3 separate regions of the Mus musculus genome follow, and regions 1 and 3 are each linked to region 2. The links are chromatin contacts, called in public promoter capture Hi-C maps. All regions are on one chromosome and are shown on one strand. Each heading gives the region's core, a stretch centred on a gene start, on an enhancer-like site or on the middle of the called end of the contact. The rest is flanking DNA. Distances are from core to core; before and after follow the strand shown.

Region 1 (4,969 bases), core at 2,265-4,764, 730 kb after region 2:
AAGAGCTCTAGGCTGGATCCTGTAAGACAAGTTTGTCACACACAGAGTCTTCCCTCTTTCTTCGGTTTCATAAAGTCTAAATGTCAGATCTCTGTTTTCTTTCAGTGGTCCCCAGGAAACTAAGACTTCCCAGATCTGTCTTTTTCCATCTTCCTTGATGTCCTCCCACTGGCTCAAGAGTCATTGGCAAAGGTAGTGTCAGCTGTCTTTTGTGACTTGCTCAACTTAAGTACAAAGACAAGCTGAGAAAAAAGAAAAAAAAAAAAAAAAAGCCACAGATTATGTGAGAAACCTCATCAAATCCAATCAGCCGGGCTTAAAGAAAATAATCTGACCACTCATATGCACTCGAACACACGTGCACATAATAAAATGTCTTTTTTTTTTTAATCTAAGATAACATCCCTCCCAGGTTTGGAGTCCAGTATTCCCAAACACCCACTAGGCCACACTCACCCCTCCCCCACTCCAGCAGGCCCCAAGCAAAGGAGGGCAGGCTCTGGTTGGCCCAGCTCCAAGTTTTCAAAACTGCTTTCAGTTTCTCTTTACAGCAAGAAACCCTACCCCACCCAACTCCAACGGGCCAAAAGTTCTAAATCAGTATGACACTTCCTCCGTCTACTGGATCTACAGCTACTGAGTTCTCCAAGTCCCGTGCCCTACATCCCAAAAAGGCTCCACTGGAGTCCACTGTCACTGCGTTACTGCCTTTACCTTAGAATCTGAACACATACTCCAACAACTCCACAAAGACAGACCCCAGTGCCATAAACCTGGTACCTGGCTTAATGCCTAGCCCCAGTTAGAAATCCTCATAACATTAGCTAAATAAATCAGCAAATAAGACGGCACACTTTCAGGCTGGTGAGATGACTCAAGGAGCACACAGAAGAGATGAACACTCTCTGACACTCGCAGACAAACACCACACACACTAAACTTCATTTCAGAGTCTCTCAAAAGCAGGAAGAAAGAATAACAGGTTTTTCTTTCCTAGGAGATTGTCAGAAAATATGACCAAAAAAAAAAAAATTCTCAAGTTATACACTTGAAGTTTCAAATAATTGAATAATAATGAATAATTCAAAGTATTTGGGAAGGCCAGGGGAGGAGCATGGTGGTAGAACTGTAATCCTAGGCAGATAGGAGTTCAAGACCATCCTGGACTTCATAGGAAGACCTAGAGAAAGTTAAAAAGAATGCATGTGTACAACCACTGGAAAGTTTTCAGACAGGAGGCAGTATGGAGATGGGTATTGGTGATGGGGACTCAGGCTAATACTGAAAACTAAGTCAGGACTACATAGCTGGCTTTCTGAATGAGACTAGAGCAGCTGCAAAGGCCAAGCCTATTTATTAAGTCCTTGAACTTGCTCTGGGTTCTGTTGGCCACTCTCTCCCCGGCATGCTACACCAGAGGTCCTGTCTAAGGTGGATGGTAGGTCGGACTGGTAGGACTGTAAAACTAAGGAAGTCAATAGCTTTTGGAGTAGAGCCCCTCGCCTTTCCCATTTCTTAGAAACATACTTCCAATTTTTTTTTTTTGCACGCCTTAGTCTATACCACGTGACGTTAGTATTTCCCAGCTCCTCTGCAGAATTCAAAAGTAGTAATATACTTGCTTCGTGGAAAGTATTCTCAGTTGCCACTCACATCTCCTGGGGGGCTTTGTTGGAAATGTAACTCCTCAGACCCCACCCCAGACCTCCTGATTTTTGCTTTTAGCGATTCCAAAGCATATTTGTGTGCATAAGGCACCGCACTGGAGCCCTCTCAGGAAGGCACAGCAGGTGCTGTGACTGCATCGATAAACAGGAGGTGACCACAAGGAATGGGCAGGGCATGCTTGAGACCCCAAGGTCCTTAAAGCTCCAGAAAACACGACAACCAGAATGTCCCGGAAGGGAAGTCATCTACCAGGTTTATCCATCCTGGCTGTACAGTGGGGAGTAGGAATGAGAACCTGGATGCTGCGGATGCGACTCCTTTTACAGTAGTAAGCTGGAGCAGCAAGCAACACGGGAGGTGTGAGTGAGTGAGTGCCTGGTCCCAACCACAGGCCGCCCGGGCTGACAAGGCCAAGTCCCCGCCCACTTCTGCTGTCACCCAGTCAAAACAAAGCCGCAGTCTACAGTGCAGAGTCGCTCTCCCCTGCAGCCTGGAGATGCTGAGCCCCCTACAAGTGCTCTACAGCTGGATGCCCTGGGTGCCTAAAGTCCCCAAAGAGGGAGAATGGCAAGAAAGCTGTCTTCAAACTGAGCAGACGCGCTCGCCGCCTGGGCTGTCACCCTGCCAGACCCTGTTTACACCCTAAGCGGCCAGGATCCCGCTTTCGCTAAATAAATAATAACAATAATGACAGGGTTGTCGCCGCACGGCCGAGGCCGCCAGGCGCCAAAGGACAGGGGCTTGGGGCAGTGCCCACCTCCCACCCCGCGCTCCGCCCCTTCGCTCCCGTAGAGCGCCAGGATTCCAGGACACTTCTGGGTGCTCCACAACCCAGCTCCTCCTAGCGGGGCTCAGTGGGGAGGGCGAGCGCGGGGAGACACACGCTAAGATGCCCCCAACCCCAAAAAAGCTGCTTCCCAACCCCGACAGATCTGCCACACCAAGCACAGTTACACTCCCTGTGAAAGGACTCCCGCGAGCTCCTACAGAGCAGAAAAAGCCCCAGTGCCGAGCGCTCCGAAGCCAAGACTCATCCTTCCCAGAAGAGGGACACCGGCAGATCTAGAAGACCCCCTACCCCTGTCCCAGTGAGATGCTGTGCAAGCCGCAGCGGCAGAGCGCGCGCACAGAACGCAGCACTTCCGCGGTGCCGGCGGGAAGCTGGGAGTGGGTGGGGGAGGGGAGGGGGGGTCCGAGCCCGCCCGTGACCCCGCGATTGTGCTCATCCCAGCGGGTACCTTGCAGGCGGAGTACACGCCGAGTTTCTCCAGCTTCTTCGCCCGCGGAGCAGAGCGCAACTGCGCCTTCTTCACGGCGATCCGGGCCGAGCCGCCTCCTCCCGGTCCCTCGGCCGTGCCCGCCGCGGCCACCGCGGTCGCTGGCCCGCAGGAAGCAGAGCTCCCGGCAGCGGTGGCCAGGGTCCGGGGGGAACCGTGCGGGGGCGCGGGAGGCAGTGCTGGGGACCCGGCCCCGCCAGCCTCGGCCATGCCGCCCCGACTGTCACCCGCAGCTGCCAGGGTCCCCGCGGGCGCTGGTGGCGGAGCCGAGACCCTCCCCCCCCCCCGGCCGCCGCCCTGCGCCCTCCCCGCCCCCGCCGCACTCGGCCGCCAGCGATCGCAGGCCCCCGCGCCTCCCCAGGCGGCTAGGACGCTAGCGGGCCCGAGCGCCTTGGCCGCGCTCTGCTCCCCTGGGCCTCCGGCATGCTGCTGCGAGCGTAGCCGCCCGCCGGGAGCGCCAGGGCCCGTAGGTGACCGGCGACCCGCGAGACCGGGCCGCTGCAGCCCAGGCACCTGCCGCCCTGCGCTGCTGGCGTCCCTGGGCCTGACACCCTCCCGCGCCGAGACCCAACTTCCTCCACCCTAGCGGGAGCCAGAGGAAAAAAAAATGTTTTCCAGAAGTACCCGTCAGCGGCCAATCCTCCTCTTTGTTGCTAATTCACCAAAATCATGGCGTGAAGGGTTCCTTTTTTTTTTTTTTTTTTTTTTGACTTTGAGTTAAACTTTTTTTTTTTAAACAATTCTTCCCCATCGTCTTCTCCTGGTAGTTTCTGAACCGAATATGACCAGAGAGGGAGGGAGATGACTCAATGGTGTGTGTGTGTGGTGTGTGTGTGTGTGTGTGTGTGTGTGTGTGTGTGTGTATCACATAATACTTGTTCGTTTGAGAACATTACATGTCGGCGAAATGAAAACTAAACGCATGGAAAAAGTTTGAAATTAGTCCGCCTACGGGGTTCACTCGAGGTTGGCTACTTTCAGCTGCTAGTGTGTCTATTGTTTTCAAGTTAACCAGAAAGACAGCGTCCAGGAAAGTGATTCCGATTTTGACTTAAACTTCAAAATCAAAACTATTGTCCCTGGCTCTGATGGTAGGAAGAGATTGTTTCATTTTTTCACATGGGTCAACCTTCCTAAAGCGATTTGAATAGCCCTGCATTGCCGGTCAGCACCGTTGGCAAGTGCCCTAATTCTGCGGAGCAAGCATAGTCACAATGTGGGACAATGGTCGTAATGAATTTGTGATTGGTTGTCTAGCAAGCTTGGTAGCTCCTGCTGAACTCCAGCCATATGGGATGGGCTTTCCCTTGCAAATACTCTTACCAGTCATGCTTAAAGTTGCATTTTATGTCTCAAGATGTGTTTCGCCAGATTCTGTGTCCTTTTAACGCAGAGTAATGCAATGCCAAGAGAGAAAGAAGTCTCTTCTCAAAGGAGTGACACCTGCTGTGAAACTGCAGCCTTACTAGGCTACATCTAACTGAAGTCCTTACCTAGGCTTGACCTTAGCCTAGTGTGGAAGCTCAATAGAGTAAGACTCTTGCCTCAAAAATTAATTAAATTAATTAAAAAACAGGCCAGGAGCGGTGGTCTTCACCTTTGACCCCAGAACTGCAGAAGCAGAGACTGGCCAGGCTCTGTGAGTTTGAGGAATTCTGGTCTACTGTTAGGAGTTCCAGGTCAGCTAGGGCTACACAGTGAAACCTTGTATATAAAGAAACAAGGAAAAAAAAAAAAAAAGAACTCAGCATGTCTTTAATCCTGGCATTTGGGAGGCAGAGGCAAGTGGATTTCTGAGTTCGAGGTCAGCCTGGTCTACAAAGTGAGTTGCAGGACAGCCAGGGCTACACAGAGAAATCCTGTCTGGGGAAAAAAAAAAAAAAAAAAAAAAAAAAAAGCTCAGGGGTTTTTTGTTTTGTTTTGTTGGGGGTGGGAGGGCTCAAGACAGGGTTTCTCTGTGTAGCCCTGGCTGTCCTGCAACTCACTTTGTAGACCAGGCTGGCCTCGAACTCAGAAATCCTCCT
Region 2 (4,633 bases), core at 1,107-3,606:
TAAAGGTATGTGAGAAACCAGAAGGTTAAGGAATTGTGGGAAAGGGGCACACAGTATCTCATTGAATACATCTGGGTTAATGTTTTATGTCACATTAACATAATGTGTTAATGTACACTCAAGTCATAGCCATTGATTCTTATATATACATATATACACACATATATATGTGTACACATACATATACATATATACATATCAATGTTTTTTTGAAAAAATAGTGCTTCTAGCGCCTCTATTCCATGAATGATGCTATGGGCAGCAAGGTCAGATAACTGAAGCTCACTGAGAAGAAGGATCCAGCACCCATCATAATCTTCGCACAAAACAGCCTCTGCTGTATGAACAAAATGTCCCCTCGTTCAAGAACAGTGTATCAGTCATAGAGAAATGTCTGGGCTGCACTTAATATCTGTAAGCAGAGGGATATACTGTGTGCTCCCCAGAACTGAAAATAAGAAGTTAAATGAGACCTTTGTCTGATATTCCTTTTGTTTTCCTGTTAAGGATAAAAAGTTGTTTAGGGTAGGGCATTATATATCATTTTCTACATATATTCTCGGTTCTTAGAACACTGTTTGGAATATAAAAAGTAATAGGAGATGTGTACTAACGAAATAAATGATTTGTAATGCAAACTTGCTTTCCAGCTCCTAAATCCGAAATTCAGCTCCCACTGACATATATTCTGTGGCTCCAAGTATAAGCATATACTCTCAGGAAAGTAGAAAGGGATGTTATAGTGAAGATAAAAGACAAACATGCATCACAAAGAGGATGCTAGATCAGAAACGCATGTGCGGCATCATTGTCTGGTCAGACAATGGTACTCACAGGACTTGGCAGATGAGGACATGTCTGCCAAAAGCCAGACTCAATACATCAGTAGTTGTCATTTTCAACTGGTGCTCTTTATCATGAAGGACAGTTTCTTTGCCAGTTTTCTTTTAAGCCACTTTCAAGGTCACTGTCACTACTGAGATCTGGGAGTTGGTCTAGATCCTGGTATTCCTGGCTTCTCAAAATTAATTAGTTTCCCTAGCCCCACCTCTCCCAGAGTGCCAGCCCTGGCTGCACTCCGGATTCTCACCCCTAAGCCCTAGTGATGTTCTGTGAGGACAGCCATCTCTCCTGTCTCTCTGTGCTTGAGTCACACTCTCTGACCTTAGCCCCATAAACTGGCACACTGTCTGAGACACTGCATTCCTGATCCCTGCCCTACTGCAACTGAAATATCTGTGTCATCACCTTAAGGAATATTCCAGAAGGAAAAAAATGTGTATTAATCTGTGGCCTAAGTTCAAAATCAGAAGTTAATTAGAATCAAAAGTAAAAGAAATCCCACCTAAAACACTGAGTGGTTAAATGAATTTCATGTCTGTCTTCTGTTAGTTTCTGTCTGAGCTCAAATAGGGTCTGTTCCATAGATAGATAGATAGATAGATAGATAGATAGATAGATAGATAGATAGATAGATAGATAGCAATTAGCTGGTTACAAACCTTCATTATGACAACTATCCACATAGGCCTCTGCCCTGTCCAGTAACAGGGGAAGTTACTGTTCACACAGAGAACAAAGGAATGGGGAATACAGTTAAAAGAGCCTCTATAAATCCAGTCTAAGATGGGAGCTAGTCTGCAGGTTAGCCTAGAGAGGTGGATAGCAGCTGAGTATGGACTTCACCTCGTTAGCTGTCAGATGCACTGTTTCACTGTTTAATAGACTGGCTCAGTAGATGTAGAAAGAAGTGAGAAAGTGGGCACAAAGCTGAGACTTTATGGCTTTCAATCTTTTCTTTTTCCTCACACCCATTCCATAACACCTCTCCCTGAAACACATTTAAAAGGTTGCAGAAGCAGCCCCCTCTACAATATATTCAACTGTTATAAGATAAAGCCCTTTAAAGACAGGTACAACAGATACATAAGTAATCCTGTCACAGAATACTAGATATGTAGTATGCTAGAAATGTAGTGCTAGATATATATGCATGCAAAAGATCTAAACCTGTTTGAAGTGATAGACTGAGTGCTTTTATAAGCTAGAGTGCTTGGCTTAGCTAGTAGGATGTTTCCTGTGGCTTACACACCAACTTTATTTTAAAGAACTGTGCACCTGTGAGAAAGTTTCATGGTGACCCCAGTTTTAAGTGAAGGGAATATGAATATAAAGCAAAGAGAAATAGGCTGACTAGTCTAAACCTTCCTAACATGTTTCTACAAAAAAACTAGCCAAGAAGGGCTTGAAAGCAACCCCTCTCTGAGGCCAACCAGAGACAGAGACAAGGCCCTTAACTGAGCTTGCATGTGGACACCTCAAGGCGGGGTTTGGAAGCTTCCAGTCTGCATCTGCAAGTGAAATCCTCCAAGTCCATTGCTGTCTTTTGCAACCCAGAAAGATAAAGTGGGCAGGTAGGCTGGGAAATGACCTTTAGTCTGGAGTCCTCCATTCTAGGGTAGCAGACGACTTGACTTGGGATGGGAACATGAACTTGGGCAAGTGCTGGATCTGAGCTTGGCTGTTCCCTCGCACCCCGGGCCACACCAGGGCACAGTCCGCAACTCACGCCCAGCACCACTTTGTTCTGACGTCCTTCTCCAGAGCTCTGACGATCGCCCCCGCCTTCCGCCCTTATAAAGAGACTTTTTCCAATACCCAGATCGATCGCTTCACCCCCTCGGAGTCCTCATCGGGCTCCTTGCCGGAGCCCCCTCCACTCACCTCGAGCCTCCCTCCCTCCGTGTCCCTCACAGCCCGGGGCTCAAGGGGCTCCTGGACCCCTAAAGCAGCTCCGGGTGACGCAAAGGTAAGAGCCCTACGGGAACAAGAGCTAGGGCCACACCCTCGGGGCCGCCCGGGAAGGATCGACTCTGCCTGCTGGGGATGTCCCCTCCGCTCAGTTAAGAAGCACTTGTGGCTCTAGGGGTGCTAGCGACTGTAGGAGTCTGGATTCAGGAGATCCAGAGCTCAGAGGCAAAGGGGAGCAGGGCGCGGGGGAGTTTGGGCGGAGGGGAAATTTGGTGGCTCTGGGCTCACAAAGGCGGAGCCCACCCGGTCCGGGGCGCTCCAGAACATCCCGGAGGTGAGTGCTTGCAGCCAGAACCCGCTTGCAAAGCTCAGACCCCCTCCCACAAAAACTTACGCCTGTGAACTGGGGTGAAGGAAATAGCACTGGTTTGTTCAGTATAAGAGAACAGGAATTCCGTAAGATCAAGCTTTATTTTAAAAGTTGACATCAGTCCTCTTCGTTCGCGTTTTCGTATCTGTGACTGTGGTTTATATATTGCCTTATTTTAAAATCCTCTTCTGTAGAGACCGGGATGATGAGGCGCGGGGTGGGGGTGGGGGTAGGAGTGAGGGTGGGGTGGGGGTGGGGGTGGGGTGGACATGATATGAACTAAGGACAAAGGAAGATTGAGAGATTGAGAGGGTCCTTCTTTTAAACAAGGAAAACATACTTAGTTGTCACAGTAAATTGATTTTAAAAAGGATTTTCCTAGTTTGTTTGTTTGTTTTTGGGGGGGGGGCGTTGTTTTTGTTTTAGTGTTTTTGGAGGGGGTATTCTGGCCAGATATTTTATATTGAGTTACTTTTGGACCTGTTTCCTGAGGTCTGAAAGGATAAGTAAAGAATGAAGAATGAACAGAGAGAGAGAGAGAAAGAGAGAAAGAGAGAAAGAAAGAGAGAGAGAGAGAGAGAGAGAGAGAGAGAGAGAGAGGAGAGGGGAGGGGAGGAGGAAAGGGGGGAAGAGAGAGAGGGAGGGGGAGGGGGGAGACTTTCTTGGAGTATTCCTTTAGGCTACACTTAAATTAGTAAACAATTATTAAATATTGACTTAGTTTGAAAGGGCAAATATATAGGCATAATCGCTGCAAACAATCTAAAGAACTGAGGTGTAATACAAAACAGACTTAACTTGAAGGAATTTATAAAATACAAAAAAAATTATTTTTATTGGATTTATGCTCACTCCTTTTTTTGTTTGTTTCTTCGAATGCAAAGCATTAACTTGTTAAGCAGAAACAGAGCAGTGAACTGGACACTTGTTGGCCATGATTAGTATTATGGGATTTCAATGCAAGCTTTTTCAAAGAAGAAAAAAAAAAAAGATGTCTGGATCCAGCTGCTTCGTTTTGGCAGCCTGTGTAAGCATAGTGCGTGGCTGCTTAATAATACATTGCTGTATTTTCTACAGAAGATTTGATGAAGTAGCCCTCTGTGGAAGGATCTGCACTGTACCCTAAATAAAAATGTCTTTCCACGTAGAAGGACTGGTAGCTATTATCCTCTTCTACCTCCTTATATTTCTGGTTGGAATATGGGCTGCATGGAAAACCAAAAACAGCGGCAACCCAGAAGAGCGCAGTGAAGCCATCATAGTCGGGGGCCGTGACATTGGTTTGTTGGTTGGTGGTTTTACCATGACAGGTAGGTTTCTCTGTATTCCCTTCCCAGGCTGGTTTCTACTCAAAGGGAGAAATCACACATTGCCTTTGTCCTTTGGAGCTCTTTCAGTCCACAACTTATATTTTAAAGTGGCTTCATATTTAATTTAAAACAAAATGAACATGTTTTAATTTCAGTAATTCTAGACAAAAACAATTTTACAATAAATCACTGAACTTAATAT
Region 3 (4,743 bases), core at 2,027-4,526, 820 kb after region 2:
ATGTATTTGGAAAAAGCTGGTCTGAGTGACAGTCCTCTTCCCTCCTGTTTAGACAGGGTGTCACAAAGTAACATTGAATGGCTTCTTCAGTCCTGGTCTGCAAAGCATGTTTCAAGTCACCCAGAACTATATTGTGAGAGCCTGTCAAAAGTAATTAAGCAAAATTCCCAGACATCTAGTTTTGGTAGAACTGGGAACTATTTGAAACACCCTTTCAGCTTATTCACAAGTCAACCTTAATATTTTACTCCAACCTCTTATTAATGTATGGAGCCTAGATTGGGGGGGGGGGGGAGCCTGTAATCCCAGCACTCAGAGAACTGGAGGAAGGAGGGCTGTGAAGTCCTTCTAAGGCTAGCCCAGGCTACCAAAAAACTTTGTTTAAAAAAGGAGGAAGAGAAAGACCACTGGGTAAAGCACTTGAAATATAAGCTTAGATTTGGATTCTGGGAAGCACATATGGTGAAAAGGTGAGGACCAAGGTTGTCCCTTTGATCTCCATGAAAATGCTGTGAAATGCACATTCCTTCACACAGGAATACATACACATGCAAACATCACACGCATATACTAAATGTGGGTTATAAGCTTATCAAAAACAAAATATACTAAGGATTTTCTTCCTAAAAAAATCTTTGACCAAAAGCTACACTTAATTTATACTTAATTATAGAAATTTATATTTCCTATAAAATTTGAATTAATACATGGAACACTTGATAATGACAAATTCATTAACGAATATATCCATAAGATCTCCGTGCTATCTGTTTGTTGTTTTAAGACAACGGCTCTCTGTTTAGCCATGGCTGTCCCTGAACTCAGAGATCAATCAGTACATCTGCCTTTGCCTCCTGAGTTCTCTAATTAAAGGTATGCCACACCAAGCCCAGCTCCGTTTTTAAGATACCATCTTCTAGCCTAATCTAGTTACTAGCTTTGAAGAGTTCCTATCTTTACCAATAAATACCAACACATTTACAGATGAAATGTTTGAGCTGCTTCTAACCAACAGCACATAAATAAAACTACCATTTCATCCTGGCATGATGGAGCTTGTCTGTGGTCCTAGAACTTGAGAAGCTGAGACAGAAGCATGCCAGTCAGAAATATTTAGCAAGGCTTGTCTCAAAACAACAGACACAGTGGGCCAAGATTTTAATTCTAGCACTCCAGGGCCAGAAAAAGGTGGATGAATGGCTGTGTGTTCCAAGTTAGCCTGGCCTGCAAAGCATGTTTCAAGTCACCCAGAACTATACTGTGAGAGCTTGTCAAAAGTAATTAAGCAAAATTCCCATTTCTCCCCAATCCATAAAACAAACCAGATTCTGAAGTCTAGTCTCAGCTATGTCAATCTAAGTTTTAATTTTCAAATTTTCTATATTCATTATACCCTAACATTGCACAGCAACTGTTAAGAATTAAATAAGACAACATATCTAGTCTCTGATACAGTGCTTACTAAGTACACAGTGTTTGAAACTGGCAATTAAAATGGCCTCTTGGTGAATTAGTTAATTAATTAATGCTTGTAGATCAATAGACTTCATACAGACTGAAAAAGGCACCAACATACCTTCAGCTTAAATGTTTCTCAATTGTTCCTTACCTATAAAACAGTAAATGACTTATCCAGGACAAAACTTGTTCTGTATTCCTATGGTACTTCCAAAATCTCAGGGAAAACATCGATTCTCACAGAAAATACAAACAAAATTTTGTACTTAGTTTTTAAAAACTGTTTCCTGCCCCACATCCCGATCACATTTTTGAGGGACAGGGACTTGTCGCCTAGGCAAGCACAGGATAGGTTACGGATGGCCTGGACTCCTGATCCTACCTACCTCAGCTTCCAGAGTGCTGGGATGACAGGCGGGGTGCCTTCACAGTCAGTGTCTTTTAAAGTGCAAAGCTACTAAATCTTTTACTTCCAAAGACCTCAAACGGAAATAAGCCCAAGTATAAACCTACACAGGTTGAACATGGTATTAATGTTAAGTGCGAGGGCTGGGGGTGTTCAGTGAAGCTACTGCTCAGTGCACAGAGGTTCTGCACTTATAACTTGTACTTTTATTCCGTCAAAGAAAACTTTTGCATAATATGCATCTCCAATCTTTAAAATAGTTTTTTTATACAGTTAGGAAGTCTTTGATTAAAAAAATTGCACTGAGCCCTTAAATTGTGCCAGGCACTGTTGTGCTGCCTACTTTGTTCACAACCCCACGGGTTCAAATTTTACATTAAGAACGATTCTGGGCAGACCTCAATATTCTGGAAGATGTAACAGTTTTTTTTTTTTTAATTAGTTACGTGCAAGGCAACTGATTCAGAACTTTAAATCCATTTCGGCGAGGCAAAAACTAATATGCCAAGAGTGACAGTCAAAGCTTTAAACTTCTGGAGGCGTTAGGATGTTAACCTGCTCGCACCTTGGCCCGGGCTTCCCACCTCCCACGGAAGGGACCAGAGGATCCCACTACTCGCACAGCCCGGCCAAGCCGGTCAGAGGTAGGCGGAGCTCCCCAATCCCCACCTGCTGGAGGCCTGGGTTCCTGTCTGGAAGAAGCCGAGAAATCAAACCGGGGTGCCGGGGCCAGGAGCTCCGCTGGGCCTGGTGGGCGCGCTCCTGAGCCACCCCCGTCACCCCGGATGCGATCCGGCTCAGTAGCCGGGACAGAGCCCCAAAGACCGGGCTGGAGACCGCCAGGGCCCCAGGCTCTTCCCACGGCGCCATCTTGTGAAGGGAAGAGGGTGCCACCCGCCGCTCCCTCAGAGGATTCCCCACGTCCCAGGCCCCGAAGCTGCTAGAAGAATGAGTCACTAAGCGCTGAGGGCCCGCGGCGGCTTGGAGGCCCCAAGCCCGGCCCGGGACCACAGGGACCCGCCCCGACGGCGGCTTACCTGGGCCGCGTCTCCCGGCAGCGAGGCCACGCACGGCCCGGCCCGGCCCGGAGATCGGATGCGCCGCGGCTGCAGCGGCGGCGTCGCCTGCTCGCTCCTTCTTCTCACCCTGGCCGGCGCGGGACTCTGAGCGCCGCCCGCCGTGCCGCCGCCCCTGCCGGGCTGCGTCTCCGCCTCTCCGTTCCGCCTTCCTTTCTCCTCCTCCTCCAGAGTCGCCGCGCTCGAGTTCCGAGGACTTCTTCCTCGTCGTCGTCGTTCTCCTCCTCCTCCTCCCTCGGTCTCCTCCCCTCAGACCGCCCCGGCTCCTCACGAACCAAAACACAAACACTCGGGCTCCAGCGCAGGAACTGCTTCCGCCGGCTCCGCCACGTAGCCGCACGCAGCGAAGAACGCCGTGACGTCATTTCCGCCGCTGCCCCTCCCAGGAGGCCGGCAGCGGCTTCCTAAGGGGGCGGGGCCGAAGTCACGTGACATCCCCGGGTGCGCTAAGGGAGAATAGTTCGGCCCTCTCTAACGCCTCCTTGATCTGAACCGACATCTTTGGGCTCCGGCTGCAAGGCGAGGCAGGAGCGTCAGGAATGAAGAGGGGGGCGTGGGGTTGCGTCACGTGTCTTCTCCAATTCCCTGGGGCCAGACCTACTCACTTCCTTGCTCTGCCTTCCTCCTCCCCGGGGCTCCACCCTCAGTACCACCATTGTTATCTGGGTGGCGGCGCTCTAAGCCGGCGGGTTGGGAACCCGAGAGGCGTGGGCCAGACCTGCGTTTTATGGGTCTCATCGGAGCTGACAGGGTCCCCACTGCCATTGTCAGCCTGGGTTGTCTTCCCATTGCGGCGATTTTCGGTCTGATGGTTCACTCACAGGCCTCTCACACCACTTCAGCAGCTCAGTAAAGGGGTTTAGGCGAGCGAGGGCTCCTGTGGCTCTGGAAATGCCCTGCTTTTCCGAGAATGGGCGTGTCTGTGATCTCGGAGAGAATTAAGACCCTTAAATTCAAAAGCTGCCTTTAGACAGCAAACCTCAAAAGAATAACTTGCTTTTATTGAGAGTTTACCTGTGTGTGTGGTTTTTTGTTTTGTTTTGTTTGTTTTTTGAGTGAAAAGGAGGAAATCCTAATAATTAGCGTTTATTTGGAATTCCCCATTGAACTAAGTAGTAAACATTTTGGAGTGATCTCTCTCTCTCTCTCTCTCTCTCTCTCTCTCTCTCTCACACACACACACACACCCATTGATAAGCACAGTTGATAAGCACACAGAGTCCTGGCATGTTTGTGGAATGAATGAGGGAGGCAAATAATTTGGCCACGATCACAGGTTAGATATAGTCTAGCCTGCAGCCGGCTCCATAACACTAGTTCTTAAGATTCCAATGAACAGCAGCCCAAGATGTTTATGGCTGCCCACAGCACACCTATTTAAGACGTTCCCTTGATCCGCATAGGTCCAAATACTCCACTCCCCTAAATTCTGGCACTGGTTTCTATCAAAAGAGTCATTCCTTGTCTCTGTCAGAAAGGTTCTGTGGTGCCTATTAGCATACCAAAACACAAGGCTAGCCTTCTGATTTACTCAGTACCTGTGGCTCTTCTCACCCCACTTCCTACCCTAAACTTCTCCAAGTCATGAGCTTCCCTCTTCTAGTTTCTCATTCCCATGTAACCCTACTATTTGACTCTCTCTCTCTCTCTCTCTCTCTCTCTCTCTCTCTCTCTCTCTCTCCCTCCCTCTCCCTCTCCCTCTCTCCTTCCCGCTCCCCTCTCCTGTGGCCTCCTTTGCTCCTTTGTCTTCCTGTCTCACTACCCCATCCCACCCCATGGCCATGTCCAGTCTACACTTTTCTC

What was found. Promoter capture Hi-C pulls out the DNA fragments that hold promoters and counts their contacts.
Region 1: a contact with region 2 is called in a promoter capture Hi-C map of the 3T3-L1 cell line, with 3 times the contacts expected there. The contact joins the promoter of Kat2b here to the promoter of Slc5a7 in region 2. A contact is called at or near these places in 2 of 39 promoter capture datasets (both in the 3T3-L1 cell line).
Region 3: a contact with region 2 is called in a promoter capture Hi-C map of 3T3-L1-derived adipocytes, with 4 times the contacts expected there. The contact joins the promoter of Rab5a here to the promoter of Slc5a7 in region 2. A contact is called at or near these places in 3 of 39 promoter capture datasets (the 3T3-L1 cell line and 3T3-L1-derived adipocytes) and 1 of 115 datasets of contacts at active chromatin or transcription factors (epiblast stem cells).

What each region holds. Positions count from the first base shown.
Region 1 is chr17:53,565,516-53,570,484 of GRCm38.p6, reverse strand. Kat2b (K(lysine) acetyltransferase 2B) reads right to left here and starts at 3,514. Exons shown (of 18, transcript NM_020005.4): 1 at 2,907-3,514. The coding sequence starts at 3,155.
Region 2 is chr17:54,296,757-54,301,389 of GRCm38.p6, reverse strand. Slc5a7 (solute carrier family 5 (choline transporter), member 7) reads left to right here and starts at 2,356. Exons shown (of 9, transcript NM_022025.4): 1 at 2,356-2,809; 2 at 4,199-4,431. The coding sequence starts at 4,254.
Region 3 is chr17:53,477,767-53,482,509 of GRCm38.p6, reverse strand. It overlaps Rab5a (RAB5A, member RAS oncogene family), which reads right to left and starts at 3,276. Exons shown (of 6, transcript NM_025887.4): 1 at 2,902-3,276.